2 separate regions of the Mus musculus genome follow, and region 2 is linked to region 1. A link is a contact called in public ChIA-PET data. All regions are on one chromosome and are shown on one strand. The core of a region is the stretch at or near the end of the contact, and the rest is flanking DNA. Distances in the headings are between cores, read along the strand shown.

Evidence for each region. ChIA-PET counts read pairs in DNA pulled down with a chosen protein or histone mark.
Region 2: a contact with region 1 is called in an RNA polymerase II ChIA-PET map of memory CD8 T cells, with 3 times the contacts expected there. The contact joins two enhancer-like sites. A contact is called at or near these places in 1 of 39 promoter capture datasets (embryonic stem cells), 5 of 15 datasets of contacts at CTCF or cohesin (CD8 T cells, the G1E-ER4 cell line, embryonic stem cells and 2 more), 109 of 484 Hi-C or Micro-C datasets (the 3T3-L1 cell line, 8-cell embryo, the AML12 cell line and 47 more), 8 of 115 datasets of contacts at active chromatin or transcription factors (CD8 T cells, astrocytes, effector CD8 T cells and 4 more) and 4 of 9 other capture datasets (adipose tissue, embryonic stem cells, liver and 1 more).

The regions. Positions count from the first base shown.
Region 1 is chr14:118,819,457-118,826,124 of GRCm38.p6, reverse strand. It overlaps Gm32382 (a long non-coding RNA gene), which reads left to right and starts at 5,880. Exons shown (of 3, transcript XR_383773.4): 1 at 5,880-5,925. It also overlaps a transcript of Cldn10 not described here. Within about 2 kb of position 2,339, at least 22 of the 459 cell types and tissues checked have an H3K27ac peak or open chromatin away from gene starts, as enhancers often do. A contact at or near this core is called in CD8 T cells, double positive thymocytes, effector CD8 T cells and 1 more, where this site is marked.
Region 2 is chr14:118,889,833-118,896,500 of GRCm38.p6, reverse strand. It overlaps Dzip1 (DAZ interacting protein 1), which reads left to right. Exons shown (of 22, transcript NM_025943.3): 13 at 594-650; 14 at 4,669-4,731. Among named protein-coding and RNA genes, the nearest start is that of Dzip1, 32 kb to the left of the region's middle. Within about 2 kb of position 3,315, at least 20 of the 459 cell types and tissues checked have an H3K27ac peak or open chromatin away from gene starts, as enhancers often do. A contact at or near this core is called in CD8 T cells, double positive thymocytes, effector CD8 T cells and 1 more, where this site is marked.

The sequences.
Region 1 (6,668 bases), core at 1,090-3,589:
ACCGGCAACACAAACGTGAGAAGTCTCTCTCCCCTCGACCCTCACCTCCCGACCCCCCCCCCCCACCCCGTCACGCACTTACTAGTCACAAAACATTTTCCAGCTCACCTGGAAGATGGGCACTTGACAATAATGGAACCATGCTGACCGTTGCATGTGAGGAAGGTCGATTATACACGGGGAGAAGAGCGGATAACAAGACAGAAAGCAGTAGGGGCAAAGCCAATAAACAACAATGACCATCAGAAAGGCCGCCCAGGACCCTCTGTGAGGAAGGCTGGTGGAGAGGCCTCAAATCACCTCATTTGTAGCTTTAGGAGAAAGTAGAGTTGCTTAGAGCTATCTGAGACCAAATTAGGTTAGAAAATGTCTGGTTACTGGGGCTAAAGAGATGGTTCAGGGGTTGAGAGTGCTTGCTGTACTTACAGAGGACCTAGGTTTGAGTTCTAGCACCCACACAATGGAAATTCTCGAGCATGAATGTGGTATATATTCATACATATAAAGCAAATCTAGAAGAATCAGGCTCTCTCTTTACATTATCATCAAGCTAAAGTGATCATACTTCTGCTATTTGATCAATCTCTTATTTCTTTGTTTGGAGCAGGTCTAAAATGACTCTGATAGAATTTTGGCCCAGATGGAAGACACTTTTACCTTTTACTTAGACTATCAATGATGACTTCTTTATAATCTAATTTTGTGGTGGGTGTCAGGTCCAGTCTCCTAGCCCAGTTCTCTGCCAAGGTATGAAGGTTCCCCTTTAACTGGTGGTCGAATTTCATATACCTGTGTCTTAGGGTTTCTTTTGCTGCGACAAAACACCATGACCAAAAAGCAAGTTGGGGAGGAAAGGGTTTATTCAGCTTATATCTCCACATTGTTCATCATTGACAGGAAATTAACAGGGCAGGATCCTGGAGGCAGGAGCTAATGCAGAGGCCATGGAGGGTGCTGCTTACTGGCTTGCTTTCCCTGCTTGCTCAGCCTGCTTTCTTATAGAACCCAGGACCACCAGCCCAGGAATGGCACCACCCACAATGGGCTAGGACCTCCCCCACTGATCACTAATTGAGAAATTTATACACACACACACACACACACACACACACACACACACATTAATATCTGGGCAATTGCTTGTTATGGACTTGATTGTCCCTATAGCTGGGGTCTCCTATAGCTTGAGATCACAGCATTACATACAGTATGGAAGTTATGCAGTATGTGTTTGTCTTTCTAATGTGTGTCTCCAAAGATGTAGAGACTTGGATGATGAAGACGAAATAGTTTGTGTCCGGCCATCCTAACAGCACTGAGGTGAAGAGAGATGCAGCGTAAAGGCGAGGTGGCTGCTCCCTGCAAGGATGCTGATGGAGGCCGCAGGTCAGGCAGCTTCAACAGTCACGTGACTGGGGTAGAGAGGTAGGAAGTCGTCAGCAAGGCTAACGAGCATTTAGATCAGATGTGCTAGACACTTCGCACATGCTTCATTTCCATTATTACTAAATTACTACTCAATTAAATGGGATTATCTCCTCTAAAATGACAACTAAAGTAGTCACTGACAAGACAGATGAAAATCTAGCTTTGGGATATCTTGAAAGTGGCAAAATATTCCAATATAATAATAGTTAACAGTGGTGTAGGCAGATCCTATCTTCTGTGCTAGCCAAACAGAAGAGGTCTCAAAATTGTTGATTGTGACTGGTGACATACTTTTATAAACATACCATATAGATTCCCAAAGAGTTTTTAAATTTTTTTAGTTTATATTACTACAAGTGGATATTTTGCTTGCATGTATGTGTGTGTACCAATTATATGCCTGGTGCCCACGGTCCTCCAGACAGTTGTGAGCTGTCATGTGGACACTGGGAATTGAACCTGGGACCTCTGGAAGAGTAGCCAGTGCTCTTAACCATTAAGCCATCTGTCTTGCCCATACCAGAGACTTCTTAAATTGTACAACCTAGCACTCATAGATTAAGGATAAACCAAATGTGGTATCTGCCTACCATGAACTATTAAAGAGAAAAAAAAAAAAAAAAACCTCCTGACATCTGATACAAGTGTGGTGACCCTTGAGGACCTTATGCTATGTGAAAAGCCATTTGCAGCAAGACAGATACTGTGTGGTTTTGCCAGGCTAGGAAACTCATGATGGCAGAAAGAGAAATGGGAGTGGATATGGGGAGGTTTTCTTGGGAGCAGTTTCTGTTTTGTGAGGTAAAAGCTTGCGGAGCCTGGTTGGACAACAGTCTGAAATCCTTCCCAGTCTGAGCTCCCGCTTGGTTACTGTGATGCACAAGTTGCTTTGCTTGTTGCAATAACCAAACACCTGGCGAGAAACACCTCAAGGAAAGGAATTCAAGGGTGAAGCTCAGCCAGGCGGTGGTGGTGCACGCCTTTAATCCCAGCACTCGGGAGGCAGAGGCAGGCGGATTTCTGAGTTTGAGGCCAGCCTGGTCTACAGAGTGAGTTCCAGGACAGCCAGGCGGCCATACAGAGAAACACTATCTCAAAAAAAAAAAAAAAATATATATATCAAGGGTAAAGTTCACTCTGGCAGGAAGTGTGAGTCATGTTGTATCCACAAAGCAGAGACAGAGAGCGCATGTGTTCAGCTCCTTTTCATTCACTGTGAGACCATAACGAGCAGATGCTGCTGCTTACCTCAGGGTGGGTCTCTTTCTCTTTTTCTGGAAACACCCTCAGAAGCTTGGCTCCTGGCTGACTCCAAATGCAGTCAAATTCACAACGAAGCCACCATAGATGGTCATTTCTACATGTATTTTCCTATTTAATTACAACTGATTATATATATATATATATATATATATATATATATATGTATATATATATATATATATATATATATATATATATATATATATATAAAAGAGTTCATGCCGCCCTTTAACACTATGGCTCCTCCGCCTGTCCTGCACTCTCTAGTTTTTATTCTCCTGATGTATTTTCTACTGAGTAGCTGTTTGAAGAGAATTTGAGGTAAGGAGGATGTTGAGTGTCTGAGGTAATGAGAAGATGGAGTTTGGCACTCTTGCTCCTGGGTGGATTTCCTAACAATGCGCTGGAGATTCTGGGAACAAGAGCTGGAGGGTACACTCCAGGGCAGGACTGCCTCTGGCTGTGGCTTCACCCTTTCAATTTCTCAGTAAATACCTACCTTCATCTCTCTTCAAGTGCTCTAAGGATCAGCACAAAGGAGCTGGGGTTTTTTGAAGTTAATAGACTGAAAAGTGTTGGCCCTGAATGGCGTTTAAAATCATCTTGAATCCTAGTTCTTTCTCGCCTGGCTTTAAAAATATATTCATTCATATTTCATCAACTCAGTTTTCTTAATCTTGAGGAGCAATGCCATTATTGTTAATTATTATTATTAAAGATTTCCTTCTCTCCTGATTGATTTTGTTTTCTTCAGAGTCCCTCTCCTAGGACTCAGCTGACTGGCTTCTTTTGAGAGAAAACCATTTGGCAACTTGTTCTTTGGTTGTGAAAGTACTGGACAGATTTTAAGCCCTTGGATTTCCTGACTGGCCCTGGTCCCTTGCTGCCTAAACAAAGGGACCCTTCCAACCCTTAAGCGTGCAGGGGACATTGCATTGAGTGTTCACTGCCCTGGGATTAGTTGGAGAGGCAGACACAGGTGGGTCCTCTCCACGGTCACTCAAAGAGGCTCTTTCAGGAGTCTCAATGTGCAAACAGAACAGGGAAGGTGGGCCAGTCGGCTAGTCTCCTGTGCAGCCGGCGATTGTCCCTTCCACAATGAGAGCTCTTCTCTCTGCAGGCCTGTGGGGCTGGCACAGTGGTTTGTTTGGTCCTGAGAGAAGTGGCCCCTTGCTTCTTCAGCCCATCCACACTGCTTCCAATCTCTGGTACACATTTGCTACACCTGTCAATTTTGCCCACCCTGTCGGACTACCCTCTAGAAGCCTCTGACTTAAAATCAGGCTCCACGGTGGCATGAATGTAGCATCCACTATGCCACTCACCGAAAGTAAACCTTGCGGGTTACTGTCACTCATGATCAATGCTACCATTTTCTGATATTCACCAACAATTGATACAGTGGGTTGTTTAACTAAACAGTTACTAAATAACAACAGTTCACAATTACAGCTCACTGCTCAGAGCTAGCCCTGCCTTACATTGTATTACTCTGTTCCCATGCATGCAATATCTGCATGCTACTCTGTAAGGTGGGAGCTGATGTTATGCTGTTTTCCTGCTGAGGGGGAGAGCCAGGCATGCAGAAACAGAAGCCTGAAGAGGGGCAGCAGGGAGATGGAGTTTGGTATTCTGTTTTTTTGGTTTGTTTGGTTTTTTGGTTTTAATTCTTCACCTGAATTCAGTTAGCATCTATAAATGTAGGCGCCTCACCAGCAGCCAGCCTGAATCATGTGACTGAGCTCTTGCTTTCTCGTGGGATGGAAGTGTCCAGCAGAGTTAGTTGAAGATATAAAGGTTTGGTAGCTGAGACCAAGAGGAGAGAGAAATGTCTACAGTTCCCAAGAAAGACAGACATAGTCTGTGTCAATAGGCTAGACAAACACCATCAAAGGGAAGAGTCAAGGATGTGTGATGGCTGAGGAGGTGGACGGGTAAACTGAAAGCTATCAGGAAGCTGTGTTTGGACTGAGACTGCCGAGAGATATACTTAAGGAACAGAGTTTAGGGCTCTCTCTAGATGGCTGGAGGACCTCATTCTAAGAGCAGAAAGGGGGCTGGAGAGATGGCTCCAGGTCTAAGAGCCCATATTGCTCTTATCAAAAACCTGAGTTTGGTTCCCAGTTCACAAACACCCGAGGACACTTGGGGACCTGTACCGGTTTGTTTATTTTTGTCAACTTGACCCAAGTTGGGGGTCATTTGAAGAGGAAACCTCAATTGAGACATTCTCTCCATAAGACTGGTCTGTGGGCAAGCCTGAAGGGGCATTTTCTTGATTAATGATTGCCCATGGGGTGGAGGTTGGGCACTCACTGTGGGTGGTCCTATCTCTGGGCACATGTTGCTGATCGGTGTAAGAAAGGCAGCTGAAGGTGAACCCACGAGCAAGCCAGTAAGCTGTCTGCAGCTCCTGCCCTGACGGACTGTCTGCAGCTCTGTCTGCAGCTCCTGCCCTGACGGACTGTCTGCAGCTCCTGCCCTGACTGGCTGTAAGTTGCAAGATGAAGTAAACCCTTTCCAGTCCAAATTGCTTCTGGTTGTGTTTATTACAGCAGTAGAAAGCAAACTATAAACAGGATCCAATACCTTTTGCTGGGCTCTGCTGTCACCAGTGCCCACACACCCTTGCACGTGGGCATGCACACGTGCACACACACACACACACACACACACTCCTGTCACACACACACAATACTCACAGAATTCAAAATAATAAAAATAAATCTTTAAAAGAAATCCCAACCACATCTGCTGCCCTAAGATTCTTTGTTTGTGCTAGAGGAAGTTTGGGGGAATTTTTGTGTTATTTAAACAATACATTTGCCGTGGGCATTTAGCCTATAAATCCATGCACAGTTATCCATGCTCAGGCAAAGAACACACAAGCATTAAGTCTCAACCACGCTGATAGTGTGGATCTTTCCAGAAAAACCTCCATAGGAGAAAAAACTTCTGATGCCTTTCTATTTAATACAAATCTCAAGCTTGCTTGATACCAATAACTATCCATTCAAATTGAAACGCACCCAGGCTTTGTGCGTGTCACCCAGCTCAGACAGCACATCTCACCCACCAGTAGTCGCCAACAGCATACAAAACAAATGGTGTTGTCTTAGTGCCAAGCCGATTTAGCAGTTGATCACTACTGCCATCTATAGGTAACATGTAGCATGACACCTCGGCATCGATTGTGGGCAAGATACAGCTGCTGCGCTGGAGGAAATTACCAGGGTAATTTTTTAAGTTTTTGTGTATTTGTTTATGTCCTTGTGCCATGCATGGTTCTCGTGTGAAGGTGAGGGGACAAATTGTGGGAGTCAGTGGTTCCCTTCCACAACGTGGGTCCTGGGAATCTGGCCATCCGGCTTTATGGCAAGGAAGGTAAAGAACTGGGTTAATGGAGGCTAGGAACTAGGAGTAGGAGCTGCGCTGGTTACTAGCTACAAAGTTTCCGTTTTTTCAAGAGGAAAAGAGTCCTGGGGATATATGATGGTGTTTATAAACAGTGAGTGTTCAATCCTTTTATTTATTTGTTTGTTTGCTTGATTGTTTGTTTTTCGAGACAGAGTTTCTCTGTGTAGCCCTGGCTGTCCTGGAACTCTGTAGTCCAGGCTGGCCTCGAACTCAGAAATCCGCCTGCCTCTGCCTCCCAAGTGCTGGGATTAAAGGTGTGCGCCACCACTGCTCGGCCAGTTTAAAATGGAAAGTGTTTTGCATATGCTATGGCAAAGAAAGATCACCGTCACAGCAGCTTGGAGTACAGATAGCACAAGACTGGTCACAAACACACAAAAGCTTATATTCATCATCGTATTTCTATCTTTAAAATTCCGAGGCCCGAGGGGTGGTTCGCTGGGACAAGGTGCATTTGCTGCCAATAGGGAAGACCCCGTGTTCAAGCCCCAGGATCCTCGGGTGGAGAGGTAGAACTGACTCTCACAAGCTGTCTTTGGGCTCGGGAGAGAAGCTCGGGG
Region 2 (6,668 bases), core at 2,066-4,565, 69 kb before region 1:
GAACCGAAAGAAGCCAGAACATAGTGTGTAGTCCTGGATGTGTGAAATGTTCAGAAGAAGCCAAGTCACAGACACACAGGGGACAATCATTGTCGCCAGGGGCTGAAGAGATGGGTAGAGAAGGAGCTAACACACATTGCCACTGAGGAGACTGACAGAAGTGCTCCGAGGGTGAGTGAGTGATCGTGCTGTCACAACCCTGTGCATATACCGAAAGCTGCACGCACAAGTGCATGCACACACAGGCACACACGCATGTACATACACACACACACACACACACACACACACACACATACACAAGTTATTATTTCTCAGAGAAGTTATTTTTAGAGACTCGAGGTTGTAGCTCAGTGGGAGAGCACTCAACGAGCGTGCACAAGGCCCTGGGTTTTATCCCTGGAACCTCCAAGTAATACTTTAGAACAACTTAAGAAAACCTAATGAGGCCAGCAGGGCAGTGTGTGCTGTGTGAGGTGTGTGCTTCCTGTGGGTCGTCTGTATCTTTTTGGAGCGTGTACAGTCATGCTCACAGTCAGATGCCTAGGCTGTAGTGACCGGGCCAGTGAGCTTTCTCTTCTGCTCTGTTTCAGTGACTGCCTCGGCCACACAGAATCTGGATGGTGCATCCAGCCTGACCATGGTACATGGTAGGTTTCACCAGTAGTCTTAATGTTCCGTGTGCATTTTTCACCCAGAGTTAGATAATTCATTAACCCAGATTGCCAGCGGGCATGCGATTATATAAAACAGGAAACACTAGCAACTACAAAGCAGTTATTAAAACTGCTGTTTTCACCGACAACGTGACCAAAAAAAAGGGACATACCGTCAAAGCCAAAAAGCACACAGGGTATGTGTGTTGCTGGACTTACCGACAGCAGTTTTAACACCAGTACTTCATTTATTTATGATCCTTGAAGAAAGTGGTAGGGACAGAGGAAGAACAAGGTGGCTCGATACTAGACCAGCCAACCAGCACACGCCACAGGGCATGCGAGTTTGTTTTTATAACTTTCAGCATGGTAGCTAGTCACCTTTTTAAAATAAACAGTCTCAATGATTGGTCAGGAAAATGCAGAAAAAAGATAGAAACCAAGGGCAACAGACTGGACCAAGCCCCAGGGATGAAAACGCTGCCAGAAACTGGTCCTCGGCCAGGACAGTGGAGTAGTACGCTCATGCTCTGGTAGACTGATGGCTGTCTGCAGATATGGCTCTTTTCCTATTGCAGATATGGCTCTTTTCCTATTGCAGATATGGCTCTTTTCCTATTGCAGATATGGCTCTTCTTTTCCTATTGAACTGGACTTCTTACAGGTTTTCCTCCTCTGCTCTTTGTGTTTTCCTGCGGCTGCCATACCTTACAAAGGAACCTCAAGAGGGCCACCTTTTCCTGCCTCATCTACCAGTGGTTTAAACTCTAATAATTACTGTCCTCTGCTTTGGGCTTGAACCCTTTAAGAGAATAGACGTGAGCAAGGAAGTAGCTGAAGTGGCTCTGTAGATAAAGCACTTGCCATGCAAGTGTGGGGACAGGAGTTTGGATCCCCAGAACCCACACTGTAATCCCAGCACTACTGAGGTGAACTGGGAGATGGGAGAGTCCATGGAATCTCCCTGGCCAGCAGCCCAAGGCCCGAAGCAGTAAAGAAGTGACTGAATGAAAACAAGGTGGGAGACGAGGACTGGGACCTAAACTGTCCTCTGACGACCTATGCATGCCATGCCCTCACACCTATGCTTACACATGCACACACATGTGCACATACACATACACACTCACATGAACACATATCACACACATATGTACACACACACTCACATACATACAAACACGTGACATTCACATGAACACATAAACTTACACATGCACACATGAACACCCATGCACATACACACACAGCACACATGAGCATATGCACACAATGTACACATACAGAACACACACATGCACACACATACATGCACACATTCATGCAATACATACATGCATACACATACATGTATATACATACAAACACACACATCACACACGCATGCACACACATACACATATAGCACACATGAACATATGCGCACACATACACACATTGTACACACATATGAATACCCGTGCACATACACACACAGCATACATAGACATATGCACAGATGTACATACACAGAACATATGAACACACACATGCACACACACACACACTTATACACCTATGCACACAGAACCATGCAGGAACTAAAGTGCTAATTAATCGATATTTAAGAGTTAAGAGGGTAGTAGAAGCAGAGAAAGGCAGAGAGAGGGAGAGAGTAGATAAGTAGAGGCCAGCCATGGTCATGAACACGTGGAGAGAGAGGGGAAGGGAAGAGCCCAAGAGGGCAAGGGGGAAGAAAGAGTAAGAGAGGGAGGAGAGGGCAAGCAGCCACTTTTATAGTGGGTCAGGCCTACATGGTTGTTGCCTGGTAACTATGGGGTGGAGTTTAGACAGAATGCTAACATAACCTGCATGTGCAAGGCCAAGGCCAGGTGCAGCAGCCTCAGGAATAAATGGAAACAAAGTCTGTCCTTAAGGAATTTGCAGTCTACAAAATAACCAAATAGTTGCCATTGTGTTATTACAAGGGAACAGATAGACTATGGTGATATGGGTTGTCAGTCTCTGGCAATTTGAGTCATGGAGGCAAAAATGAATGTGTTGGAATGGCATTCTAGGTAGGGCAGACAATGGGCAGAATATGTAGCAGGCAAACACTGACTATAGTAGTGGCACAGCTAATCACTTAGCTGAGCACAGAGCACACAGAAGAGACTTGAGGGAGATGTTGGTTCTGATTATTCAAGGAGGACTAAGCACAAGACTCCACTTGTCGAGGTGTTTCTGTGGACATGCGTAGCCTTTGGATGTCCTTGATCATGCTGGGCATGAAGGATTGGAGAGCTGGATTATGGAGACAGTGGCTTGGACAGAGTATGTCCAAAGAATCAAGGCTGGAAAGAGCAGCTTGGGCTATTGGTAACTGTGGACCTAACAGTTCTTCCCTAAGAGCTGGCTACTTACAGAAGCAGAAATGATTCAGGCAACAGCTCCACCGAGGGACATGGGTGCATGGGAGCATGCGCGACAGCTCGCTAATGCCTGGAACCTGGAGCACACTCCACGGCCTGCAGGGAACTCATCACATTAGAGTTTTTTCCAAATGACTGTTCTAGACTTCTGGAAAGCTCTGATGGTCTCTGGTCTGGTCTCAGAGGCTTCTTTGTAGCTTGTCTTGTCTGAGAGGGACTCTCAGCTTTTATTGCTTCCTGTGGTAGGAAGGTGTTATGCCCCAGCTCTGCACGAAACCCGTGAGAGCTCAAGAACTGTGGAGGCCCCTGCAATCGTGCATGCGAGCCTTTTATTTTCCAGTCAGACTTGGATCGAAAACCTTCCCACAGTGAGGGACAGGAGTGTGACCTCGAGCGTGGATGGCCTGGTGGATGGCCTGGCACTTATATACAGCATAGTTAGAGATTCTTTGACTGCTTAGGGTGACGGGGGGGAGGCGGGTGAAAGAGTGTCAGGAGGAAAAGTGCTCTGTGGTCTCTGAGCTGCAGGTGGGTGAGCTGTGTATCCTGTAAGCCAGCTTGATGGTTGCCTGTTGCCGGTGCCTCAATCCCGAATGCCGCCACGGCCCCTGCCCCAGCACCTTCCCCATGTGTCTTTCATCCCTTCCCAGGATGGGGCTTGGTTTGATAGAGCTCCTGGCAGATTTCCTTGTGCAGATGGATAAAAGTCATGTCCCTGGTAAAAGTCAACCGGGCATCGTATTTCCCAGTCTCCAACTCATGTCCTGGGTGAGATGGGATAGCTCTCTCCACTTCACCCTACTGTAAGGCCAGGCTCATCTCCAGCCTGTAGCCTCGCCCTGGGGGCTCTCTAAGACAGAGCTGGAGTTTGGGGCCTTGGATATCTGTAAGATTGTGTCTCCGTGTGACTGCTTACCCGCTCTTGCTTCACACTCGAGTTTTACTCGCTCTTTTCATCTTTGCCAGCTTCTCCTAGCCAAAAGTTAAGAGTTCCAGCAGGTGGCCAGGCATAGGTGTGTGCTATGAAGTTCTAATCCGTCCCTCTTGGACGGACGGTCTGGCTTCTACTTGGCTTTATCTCTGCTGTTGTATTTTAAACAGATGGCTCATGGGAAAGAACTTTTTAAGTTGTATCTCATGTGTCAGCGAGAGATTAAGGCATGAGAGGCTTGAGTCCTCGAAATATGTAATTTAAAAATAATTGAAGTTAATAGAGAATACCTAGAAATCGGAGAGTTCCTGAAAAAGTGGCCAGTTGTTGCCGCCTCAGCCAGGCATGGTGGACCATGCTCACAACCCAACCGTGTAGGAGGTGGAAGCAGGATCAAGGTTAAAGGTCACTGCTCACTATAAAGAGAGTTCAAGGCCAGCCTCAGCTATATAAGACCCTATCTTTAAAAATAAATAAATAAATAAATAAACTAAAATAATAAAATCAGAAGTTATTGCCTTAGTATTTCCCAATAGATCTTTGCTATTTAGGCAAAATATATCGGGGGATATGTGCATATAGTAGCTTGTATATACCTATGTATGTCTGTATAAATTATTTGGAAGCAAACAAATGTATTCGTGTAACTCCTTTTCTTCTTCATTGACAGAGCAAGTGTTCTCTTCACACATACTGGAACCAATAGAAGAACTTTCTTCAGAGGAGGAAAAAGGTAACGAAGCTTTGGGGTTTCCTTGTTCACTCGGGTCTGGACCTTGGTAGTGCATGTCTGCGCTGTATAGCGCACGGTACTGAAAGCAAGAGCCGCCTAGATGTGGATTGTGTGTTTCGACCTGTGTGATGTGCAGCATTTTGTTATTTTGGTCCCCTAATCTTCTGCTTGATTGAATTTTCTGCGGGTAAGTTAATGAGAGATTTCTTATGTCAGGAAACGGAAAAGCAGAAATCCTTTATTTTGATACAGATGGGGCTCGTGTATCGTATCCCTGACAACGTGACACCGTGTGTCCCAGAGTGGCCTCTCACAGTGTTAGCCTGAAACGAATGAGAACGTTTCCATTTCCAGATTACCGTTCTGTAGCAGTGCTGGGGCTGGAACCCAGGGCTTGCACATGCTAGACCAGGGCTCTGCCTGGGAGCCATAGCCCCCGTCCCCTAATCACTCTTAACGTCAAAAATGAACCCAGGATGTAAGCACCGGGTACGAAATAGAGCAAATAATATCCACAGTATGCGATGCGGGAGCTGTCAGAGGCCTTAGAGGAATGATTTTGCTTGCATATTTCTTTTGGCATTCCTTAAAATTACTTATATATTTTTAAAGCTTATGAAAAATTGTGTAATTATCTTTTCTTATTACAAAAATCTGTTTTTGAGGCAGGACTTTGTGTATTCCAGCTGTGCTTGAAGTCTGCTTCATCACGCCCCTCCCTCCCTCCCTCCCTCCCTCCCTCCCAAGGGTGGTGACCACCGGTGTCTGCCCCAAACACTCTGGGTTCTTTTGGGAGTGTGTTTTGTTTTGTTTTGTTTTTTTCTTGTTTTCTTTTTTCTTTTTCTAGACAGGGTCTCCTTGTATAGCTCTGGCTCAGGAAGAGAGGTGAAAAAATAAGTATTCCAATATGTAGACCTTGAAAAATGTCCTATTTTTTAATTGTGTGTGTGTGTGTGTGTGTGTGTGTGTGAAGAGTTTTCTAAAGCACTGGCAGTTAATCAGCCTCACAAATGTTGAAAGTGTAAGATTTAAGGCAACCTCTGACTTGTAATAACATTACCATATATACTTTATATTTCCAGCTGAGCGATCAAGAATAGCAAAATATTAAAACTGTGTCTTCCTGTAGGGTTTCTTTTTTTGCTATTTAATATGCAAACTAATTTGGCTAATTTTGTTTTTAGTGAAACTTAATTAATAGGTGAACATTTTGGCTCACACTTGTAATCTTACCATTCTGTCACTGGCTTTGAGGCCAGCCTGGGCTACAGTGAGACCTTGCCTTAAAAAAAAAAAAAGAAGAAGATGAAAGAAAAAAACATTAACTTAACAGAATATGACTTAGTGCTGTGATCAGATGGGTATCTGGAGAACATGTTAAGCAAGAGACATTTTGTGTAAGATCTTTCACAGATCCACGTCCCATCTGCTAAGGCAGATGAGTACTGGAAGATGGGGGCGTTTCTTGCAGCCAGCCTGAAAGAAGAAACACGTCTTGCAAGCGTGAGGAAGGCATTTGTTCAGTGCTTTTGAAGGAAATGAACCTTCTTGGAGGTAGAATCCAGAATGATAGTTTATTTGACAAACTTCTTCCAAATCTGGCTTTGGACAGTCCCTAAGGTTGTCACCTGACAGATATGGCTCTCTTTAGTCAGGTCTTAAGCTCCCTTGTACAGACTGGCCTTCATTGTGCAGGGCCATGCCTTTAGGCTCAGGTTCCAGGCTCCCTTGAAATAGACATGTTTTCCATGGGCGGTAAAGTAGACTAGAGTGAGCTGCGGCTGTCATCGCCGGGCTCTGTTCTGGTTCGGTAAAGAGGAGATACAGGCAGATTGGACATGGGAAGTAGAGTATTACCTGGCCTTTTGTTTGTTTGCTTCTTTGTTTAGCTTTTGTTTGTTTTAAATTATATGATGTTTCCCTTTCTAAGGCTTTGT